Regions from separate parts of the Mus musculus genome. Here region 1 is linked to region 2. A link is a contact called in public HiChIP or PLAC-seq data. All regions are on one chromosome and are shown on one strand. Each heading gives the region's core, a stretch centred on a gene start, on an enhancer-like site or on the middle of the called end of the contact. The rest is flanking DNA. Distances are from core to core; before and after follow the strand shown.

Region 1 (3,934 bases), core at 500-2,999, 610 kb before region 2:
CTAAGAATTGTAAAGGGAAAATCACCTGCCACCCCTAACGATGACCAAGTGTTGGTAACTGTGGCTGGTGACAGCCAGCAGGGGTTTCTAAGCAGGCAGCTGCAGTGCCAGCTTTGGAGATAGGCGGGGCTCAGCCCATCAACTGGTTTTGACCTTGGGCACACTACTTCACCCTTGGACTCTTGATTCTTCTGTATCACAGTTTGTGGGAGACACCAGCTTCCTGCGGTTGATGTGAGAATGTGAGCGTCACTATCAAATGCCCAATTCACAATAGGTCGCAGTGGTCTCAATGGGAACGAGAACAGACACGTGTGTTACAGGCAGTGAACGCCATGGCATTTAGGAATGACCATACAGAGGGAGCACGGGAGGCTGGCAAGGGCAGCAGAATGTCTCTCCAGGCCAAGCCTGGGAAAGCACTGACCTCCACACTCTATGGTTCCTATCTTCCACCTCTCTCCCTTCCCTCCAGGTCGGGATGCTGGCAGGAAGCAGCCTGTGGGTGGTGTGGAAGGTGTGGAAGCTGTGACAGTAATACCAACAGTAGCTGTAGTAATAGCTGGCACCTTCCTGGAGGATCGCTGTGTGCCAGGCATGGAGCCAAGCCCCTTCTCACCTCCCCCTCAATTCCAAGAAAGGGGGATGGAGGGATGGAAGGGTTCTGCTTCAGAAGCTAGGCCTGTGAGCGGCCTCCCGGAGATTGGGGGACTACATGGATGATGTCTGAGCCCCACCACCAGACCTTCCTAAACCCACCTCCCTGAGACCTCTGTTAAGTTTGTGCTTCCGAGAACAACCAAGTCAGTGGGAAATACACAGAGCGTGATACACATACCAGAAAGACTCCAGCATGGAAGAGGCTGACTCTTTCTCAGATTGGAACCTGCCCCATGAACCTCAAATCTACATTGCCATAGAAAGCAAGCAACCCCCCCCCCACACACACACACCCCAGCTCACAATGTGTTGAACATCAATTAAATGTAAACTGAGTCCTAAACACAAAAAGGAGATGCAGTAAGGCTGAGTTTGCTGGCCAGGATTTGTCTAGATGGGAGCCTAGCTTCTGTTAGAAGGCACGGACAAGCTTTGGGTACTCCAGAGCATATGCATAGTCAGAATAATTGATGGTAGTTTTCTCCATCAAACACAGGATGGTCTCAGTGGCCTCAGTGGATCCCTGATCCATGGACGATGTGGGGCATAGCCATCTCGTTTACCACTCTGAGTAGCACCAAGAGGCAGGAAGCACATTAGGAAACAAAACAAAACAACAACAAAAACCAAAACCAAATCTCAAATCCATACTACAACCCAGTTGTGTGACTGTAGATCAGTCACTTCTCATCCCTTATCTGAGCCTGAAATTTGACTAAGTTGAAACCCCGATTTGTGGCTTTCAAAGGTGACCCTCTTTAGTCATTCAAATCTGAATTTCTGGGTCATCAAATCGAGGCAAAAGAAACTGGTACCAGGCTTCTTCTAGATTCAGCATCAGTCACCACTCATACTATGGGTTAGGGTATTTGTGAGGCTCTGGGGGAAAGTCAGGCCGTTAAGAACTGTACAGTAGGGGCATGAACCCAGTGTAGGGGGAGGAGGGATCTGTTGCCAAGGGGGAGTGGGCTGCAAAGCAGAGTGAGCAAGACACACCAAGAGGAAAGGACAGTTCAGCTTGGGTTTTCTCGAGCCAGGCGATGCCAGCTTTCTCAGAACGTTTGCTGGGTAAGTGATGTAAGAGAGAGAGAGAGCTACCACCACAGAGATCAGCTAAGCAAGCACTCGAGGTTCAGGCCCTCGGCCCACCCACCTCATAGCTCATTGCCTTTACAGCAGCTATGCTGGTCCTCAGGCACCAGGAAAAGACGTCGACTGAATGTTCCAGGTCAGTGGAGAGGGTCCCTCTAAGGACAGATCCCTGGGGACAGAAGCCGCAGGTGGAGTGGCAAAGAGAAGTAAAAGCTGACAGGCACAGCTGAGCCCAGGGGAAGTACCAGCCGGAAAGGGGTGAGGCCAAGCAAGAGGAAGAGCTGGCACATCTGGATACTCACGAGGTGCCAAACCCTAGACCCATACACACCCTGCTCATATTATCTTTAATTCTTTCAAGAGATCTGTGAAGTCTGTATTGCTAGATCTACTTTAGAACAGAAAACCACAGCTCAGGCACTGGGAAACATCATGAACAACAAGAATCTGGGAAATGGAAGGAAGGTCTGGGATTTGAACCCAGATTCTGCCAATATTCTTCCCACCTCCCTGGGCTGTCTCCTGGGGAAGGACAGTATGGAGACTCAGGTCAGAATGGTGTATGATTCTAGTGCTTCCACCCTGCCAGCCACCCGACTGCCCCACTACTCCAAGTACATTGACTGACTGGATCTATAATCCAAACACTTCTGTGCACCCCTTGCTCTGGTGAGAACTTAGCCAGTCCCCTACCTTCTGTCCCAGCATTGATCTCCAGCACTGTAGATGTGCCATTGCTACCTATCTGCTTCCACAAGAGAACGAGGACTTCTTCTGGAATGTACATGGAAACGACTCCCCTTGCTCCAGAGACCCTATAAGAGCTGACCTCATCCAGCACCCAGAACACACTCAGTCTTCAGCCCTCTGTCAGGGGTTAGACGGTGACTTACTAAAAGATAGATCTTCATTAGCACCCAGACCCTGTGAGTGCTTCCTTACTTAGAAAAGGGGTCTTTGCAGATACAACAAACTCTAGGATACTGTCACAGCCTTGAGTCCAATGGTCAGTTGTCCTCAGAAGAAGCAAAAGGAGAGACAGCATTGGTTAGGAACAATGAAGGTTAAACTGCAGCCACAGGAACATCGGAAACTGGAAGTGAAGAGTCAGGAAGTTTCCTCAATGGAGCTTCTGCAGGGAGCATGGCTGTACCAACAATCAATCTCTCTCTCTCTCTCTCTCTCTCTCTCTCTCTCTCTCTCTCTCTCTCCTTCCTTCCTTCTTTCTTTCTTTCTTTCTGTATTTATTTTGCACTCTAGCACTATAAGACAATGTGTTTTAGTCACCAAGTTTGTGGACATTTGTTCTCAGGTTCTGAGATAATTAAACACCCTCTTCACGGTGCTCCAAACAAGCTTTTTAGGCTGAATGAGGCCTCAATGTGTCTGGGTCTCCAGGTTCCTTGCACACACACACACACACACACACACACACACACACACACACACACACACACGCCTATCCCTGACTACAGCGTGCTCTTTCACCTGCTCACTGCTGGCTAATCTCTGTCCTCCCATCCCTTCCTTAGAAAAGTCTCCGGCACATTCTCTAGGCAGGTCCTCTCTTGCTGTGTGTTCCTATCCTCTGCCTTTGCTTCTTCTTTTGCAGAACACTCTTGAGGGCTTATGACAGTTTTTTTTGCTTGTTTATTTCAATACCCAGTAAATGTCATGATAGGGACTTCTGTGTTCGGAGACAAGTGTACAGTAGCAACTTTTAAAAATTTCTCTAGAGACATCTGTAAGGTGCTGGGGATGAAGCTCTGTCATCGGAGAACCTCTCTGGCCCACTCAAAGCCCTGGGTACCATGCCAGCTGTCTTAGTAAGGGTTCTATTGTTGCAACAAAACACCATGACCAAAAAACAAGTTGGGGAGGAAAGGGTTTATTGGGCTTATACTTCTATATCTTTGCTCACCCTTAAGTCAGGACAGGAACTCAATCAGGGTAGGATCCTGGAGGCAGGAGTTGATGGAGAGGCCATGGAGGGGTGCTGCCTACTGGCTTGCTCTCATGCATTGCTCAGCCTGCTTTCCTATAGCACCCAGGACTAACAGCTCAGGATGGCATCACCCACAATGGGCTGAGCCTTCTGCCATTGATCACTAATTGAGAAAATGCCTTAGTGGATATCATGGAAGTATTTTCTCAATTGAGGCTCCTTTCTCCCTGATAACTC
Region 2 (3,975 bases), core at 504-3,003:
GGGACTGGAGTCATGGTGAGGTGTGGGCAGGGGCTGAAGATATTGTAAATGCTATACGTCTGAGTTGCTGGCAAAGTAGTATTAGTGAGCAAACCAACGGCAAAGATGCAGTAGATAGAAAGTGGGGCTGTGTAGAAGATGCTCACAGCAGATGTAGCTCAAGCTAGAGCAGTGACAGGAAAAAGCCACATGTCGTGTTCAGTGGCCATGGATGAAGGAGGAAATGGATGAAGGAGGAATGAATCTCAAGAGATCGGACACTGTGGCGGGCAGGACTGGGAAGCCACACTTGGGTTTAGTAAACCAGACCCAAGAGTTCCTCACAGAGCCACACAGAGAAGACCCACAGGAGGACCGTGCCAGCCAAGCAGGAGAAGAAAAAGACTGCCGTAAAGACAGGACAGCTGACACTTCCAAAGCTACTGCATGAGGGTGAATGTGATGAGGACAAAAGGAGGGTGGGCCCTGGATTGGTACTGAGGAAGTGAACAGTTCAATACGAACACAATCTGGAACTTGCTGAAAGCCCGACTGCACTTGACCAAGGGTGACAAGAATGTTACCCGGAAAGACACCACCAAAAAGATAGGGAAATTAAAGTTGGGTGAGGCAGATGCTGCAGGCACAAATAACTGGAACAAGACCAAGATACCCAGGCTCCCTAGCTTCACTGAGGCTTTTAAACTATAACTTTGAAATCCTAGTTTATGTTTGGATGCTATCGATGATGGTAGCGAGAGAGTTTTTATTTGTGAAAACACATAATAGGCAATTTTGGTTCAAGGAAAATTTTTGGTTTTTTCAATTATGAACTTTTATTGGCATTGTAAAATGTCCATCCTGATAACAGAAAGTTGTTTTCTAGTCAATGGGAGTGGACTAAATTGTAAGTGATACTAAGGGACTTTATTAAAAATGTGTCTGTGTATAATAAAATACAGTATTCAATATCGGTAGATGGGGGTTGAGCTATCTTAAATAAAAAAGGGTATCATTGCCTCTTTTCTCCCTGGTGTGCCTTCCCACTCCTGACGTCCCTTCTCGCTCTCTTGCCTGCAGGCTTTGATCCAGTGTGAGCAGCTGAAGAGTGAGCTGGAGAGGCAGACAGAAAGACTGGAAAAGGAGCTTGCCTCTCAGCAAGAAAAGAGGGCTGTGGAGAAGGAAATGATAAAGAAAGAAGTAACCAGAGAGAGGGAAGATGCAGAGTCAAAGGTATTGGGTGAGATGCTCTCCCACAGCTATGGCTGCATCTGATGGGTAGATCACAGTGGGGAAGGGCAGGCTTTGGCTCAGTTTCCAGTCCCTCCTGATAAGGGAGGTGGAGCTGAGCTCCTTCCACTCCTGGCAGTAGAGGACTGCCATGGATGCTCCTTAGGTCTTGAGAGATGCTCAGGCCAGAAGTGAAGCTAGACTAAACCATCAGAGGCTGCCTGTAGTGACTACCTATCTGTAAACAAGATTATGCACACCAGCAGGTCTCCCAAAGCACTTTCCCACATTATTTTACACTTCTGAGTAGTGGCAGAACAGAAATATTTACAGAAGAATAAGAACTCTCCAAATAATATATATATATTTTAATTTAGAGAAGTCAACATTTGTGGACTGACATCTGTTTTGTGTGTTTGCAATTAGTTCAGTTGTAAAAAATAATCAGAGAAATACACATGTGGAAAGTGGCTGTGTGCTATATCCCTTTCCACCCATCAGACTTGCCTTGGTCTTCTCAAAGTTGGCTTCCTCTGTCATCTGCACAGCATGCTTCACCTGCTCATAGGCACTTGTCTCTCTCTTCTGCGCTTCTGCCAAGCTGCTCCGCACAGAGACTAGCACAGACATTAAGTCATCTCTCTCTCTGTCAGCACAAAAAGAACACACCAGGTAAGAAATGAAGAAAGGGAAGCACTCGTGTGTATTAGAAGTGCTATGGCGGGCCTGCTCAGCACGCATCAAGCACCACCCAGAGAACGACCCTCTGTCCTCCTTCGGCAAGTGGCAGGCAGAGTGGCAGAAGGACTGCGGCATTCCAGGCAGGACCACATCTGCATGGGACAATACCCTTTTTTGGAAATGGCTGGCATATGCAGGACCACAGAGAGAGGCCTCAGCAAGAGGGAATGACTTAGAAAAGGGAAGTGAAGGAGCTGGGACAGGCAACCAAGTTCAGAAGAGTGCGCACATCAAAGGCAGCTTTACCAATGAGGAAGTCTATGTGAAAGACTTAGAATATTTGAAGAGAAACCTTGGTCTCACTCGTTAGCAGGCAGGGGTGGGGGTTCAAAGGCCTTGACGTGCTGTCTACTCTGGCTTGCTAGGACTGGTGGACACACTTCCTTTTAATCCTTCCGTGGCCTCATTTTCATCTCCCCCACCCCCAGTCAAATTCTCTCAGCTAGTTATGAAGTCTGCTGTTTATTTCTGCTTTTTATTTCAGTGGGTATTTTTATGGGACCCCTCAAGCCCTCCAGTTGTATCTTTTAGGAGCTGACACTCTAATTGAACAAAATCTTGGCTACTGGTCTGAATCCTGGGCAAGCTCCACCCCTCCCTTAATAAGCCTCAGATGTCCACTAGGCTGGGCTGCTTGTTGAGTAAGCAGAATACCAATGTTGTGACATGAAAAATTGCTAAGATCCAATTTCCCGGGTTAAACGAATTCCATAACAAACTCTCAGGATATTTCGAAACTTATCACTGTACAACAATCCGTAGTAGGGGGAACTAGAGAGACAGCTCAGGGAGAAGAACTTGCTCTTCACAAGGACCTGGGTTCAGCACCCACACCAAGTGGTTCCCGACCAGATCTACATTCGGTCTCTCAGGACCCCATGCAGCATGCAGACAAGCTAGCACATGTATATGCAAAATAAAGATATAGTTTAAAACTGTACATACCCACGGTGCCAATGAGAGAAATGAGGTGGTAAATTGTCTACATCTACAAAGCAGAGTGAAAAGCATGCTGGACTGTACATGTGCCATCTTGTGCGCCATCAACATGACCAGCTCTCTCATGCAGCGTCAACCCGCTGCCAGATTATAAACTGTCAGAGAAGAAGCAACTGGGATAAAAAGAAAGAAAAAGGAAAGAAAAGCAAGCAAGCAAGCTGCAAGCAAGCAAGCTGCAAGCAAGCAAGCTGCAAGCAAGCAAGCTGCAAGCAAGCAAGCTGCAAGCAAGCACTGAAGAGTGGTTTGGAAGATCGCAAACACTGATTCCAAATACCCTTCTAAACTAACTAATGACTCCACAAATCTCCCGAAGAAAAGATTTTAAACTATCTGTGGTATTTGGAAAATAGTCACACACAGTTTTAGAAACATGTAATGCTGAACACATTCATAAAAGCTCTTTTTGTTAAACCACAAATTGTTACAAATAGCATAAAATTCATGGAATGGTGATGAGCTTCCTGATTTGTTTTAAATCCATGAAAATTACTTAATTTTTATCCTAAGTGAAATAAAAAACAGTAAATTGTTCTGATTGAATATTATGAGGCATAATTATGTGGGAGAGTAAGAGACTCAAAAGCAGATTTATCATTCTAAAGTAAAAAAGGAATGCAAGCAAAACAGAATTTGTACTTATTTGAGTTTCAAAACAAAAGTGTAAATAACATAAACCGGGATACACAAATGACAAGGACCTATGAACCTGGAAGAAAATCACCCTTAGGAGCACAAAGCAGTCTGAGAATCATGTGCTCGCCTCCCTGAGAGCTACTGAATAGCAAAAACGTTATAGCTCGGTGGCATCCTTTCTCTGCCCTGATACTACTCTATCACAAGGACGAGGTTCCCAGCCCCAAAGAGAACGGCAAGCTGCCCAGTGAATGTAAAACAAGTTAACTGACCCTGCGAGGCCAAGAGCGACCACCTCTGCTTCTCACGGAGATAGCTTTAAGCCACTTAGTTTATTTTCAGGGCACCCTCTATCAAGAGTAGTATTTGTCACATAGTAGATCCTAGACAAAA

The links. HiChIP or PLAC-seq counts read pairs in DNA pulled down with a chosen protein or histone mark.
Region 1: an H3K27ac HiChIP or PLAC-seq map of microglia shows a contact between it and region 2, with 6 times the contacts expected there. The contact joins two enhancer-like sites. A contact is called at or near these places in 3 of 115 datasets of contacts at active chromatin or transcription factors (embryonic basal ganglia, microglia and pancreatic cancer cells).

Annotation. Positions count from the first base shown.
Region 1 is chr1:177,465,321-177,469,254 of GRCm38.p6, reverse strand. No RefSeq gene overlaps it. Among named protein-coding and RNA genes, the nearest start is that of Gm29856, 11 kb to the right of the region's middle. Within about 2 kb of position 1,749, at least 70 of the 459 cell types and tissues checked have an H3K27ac peak or open chromatin away from gene starts, as enhancers often do. A contact at or near this core is called in microglia, where this site is marked.
Region 2 is chr1:176,851,644-176,855,618 of GRCm38.p6, reverse strand. Sdccag8 (serologically defined colon cancer antigen 8) reads right to left here. Exons shown (of 18, transcript NM_029756.3): 9 at 1,717-1,855. Among named protein-coding and RNA genes, the nearest start is that of Sdccag8, 39 kb to the right of the region's middle. Within about 2 kb of position 1,753, at least 46 of the 459 cell types and tissues checked have an H3K27ac peak or open chromatin away from gene starts, as enhancers often do. A contact at or near this core is called in microglia, where this site is marked.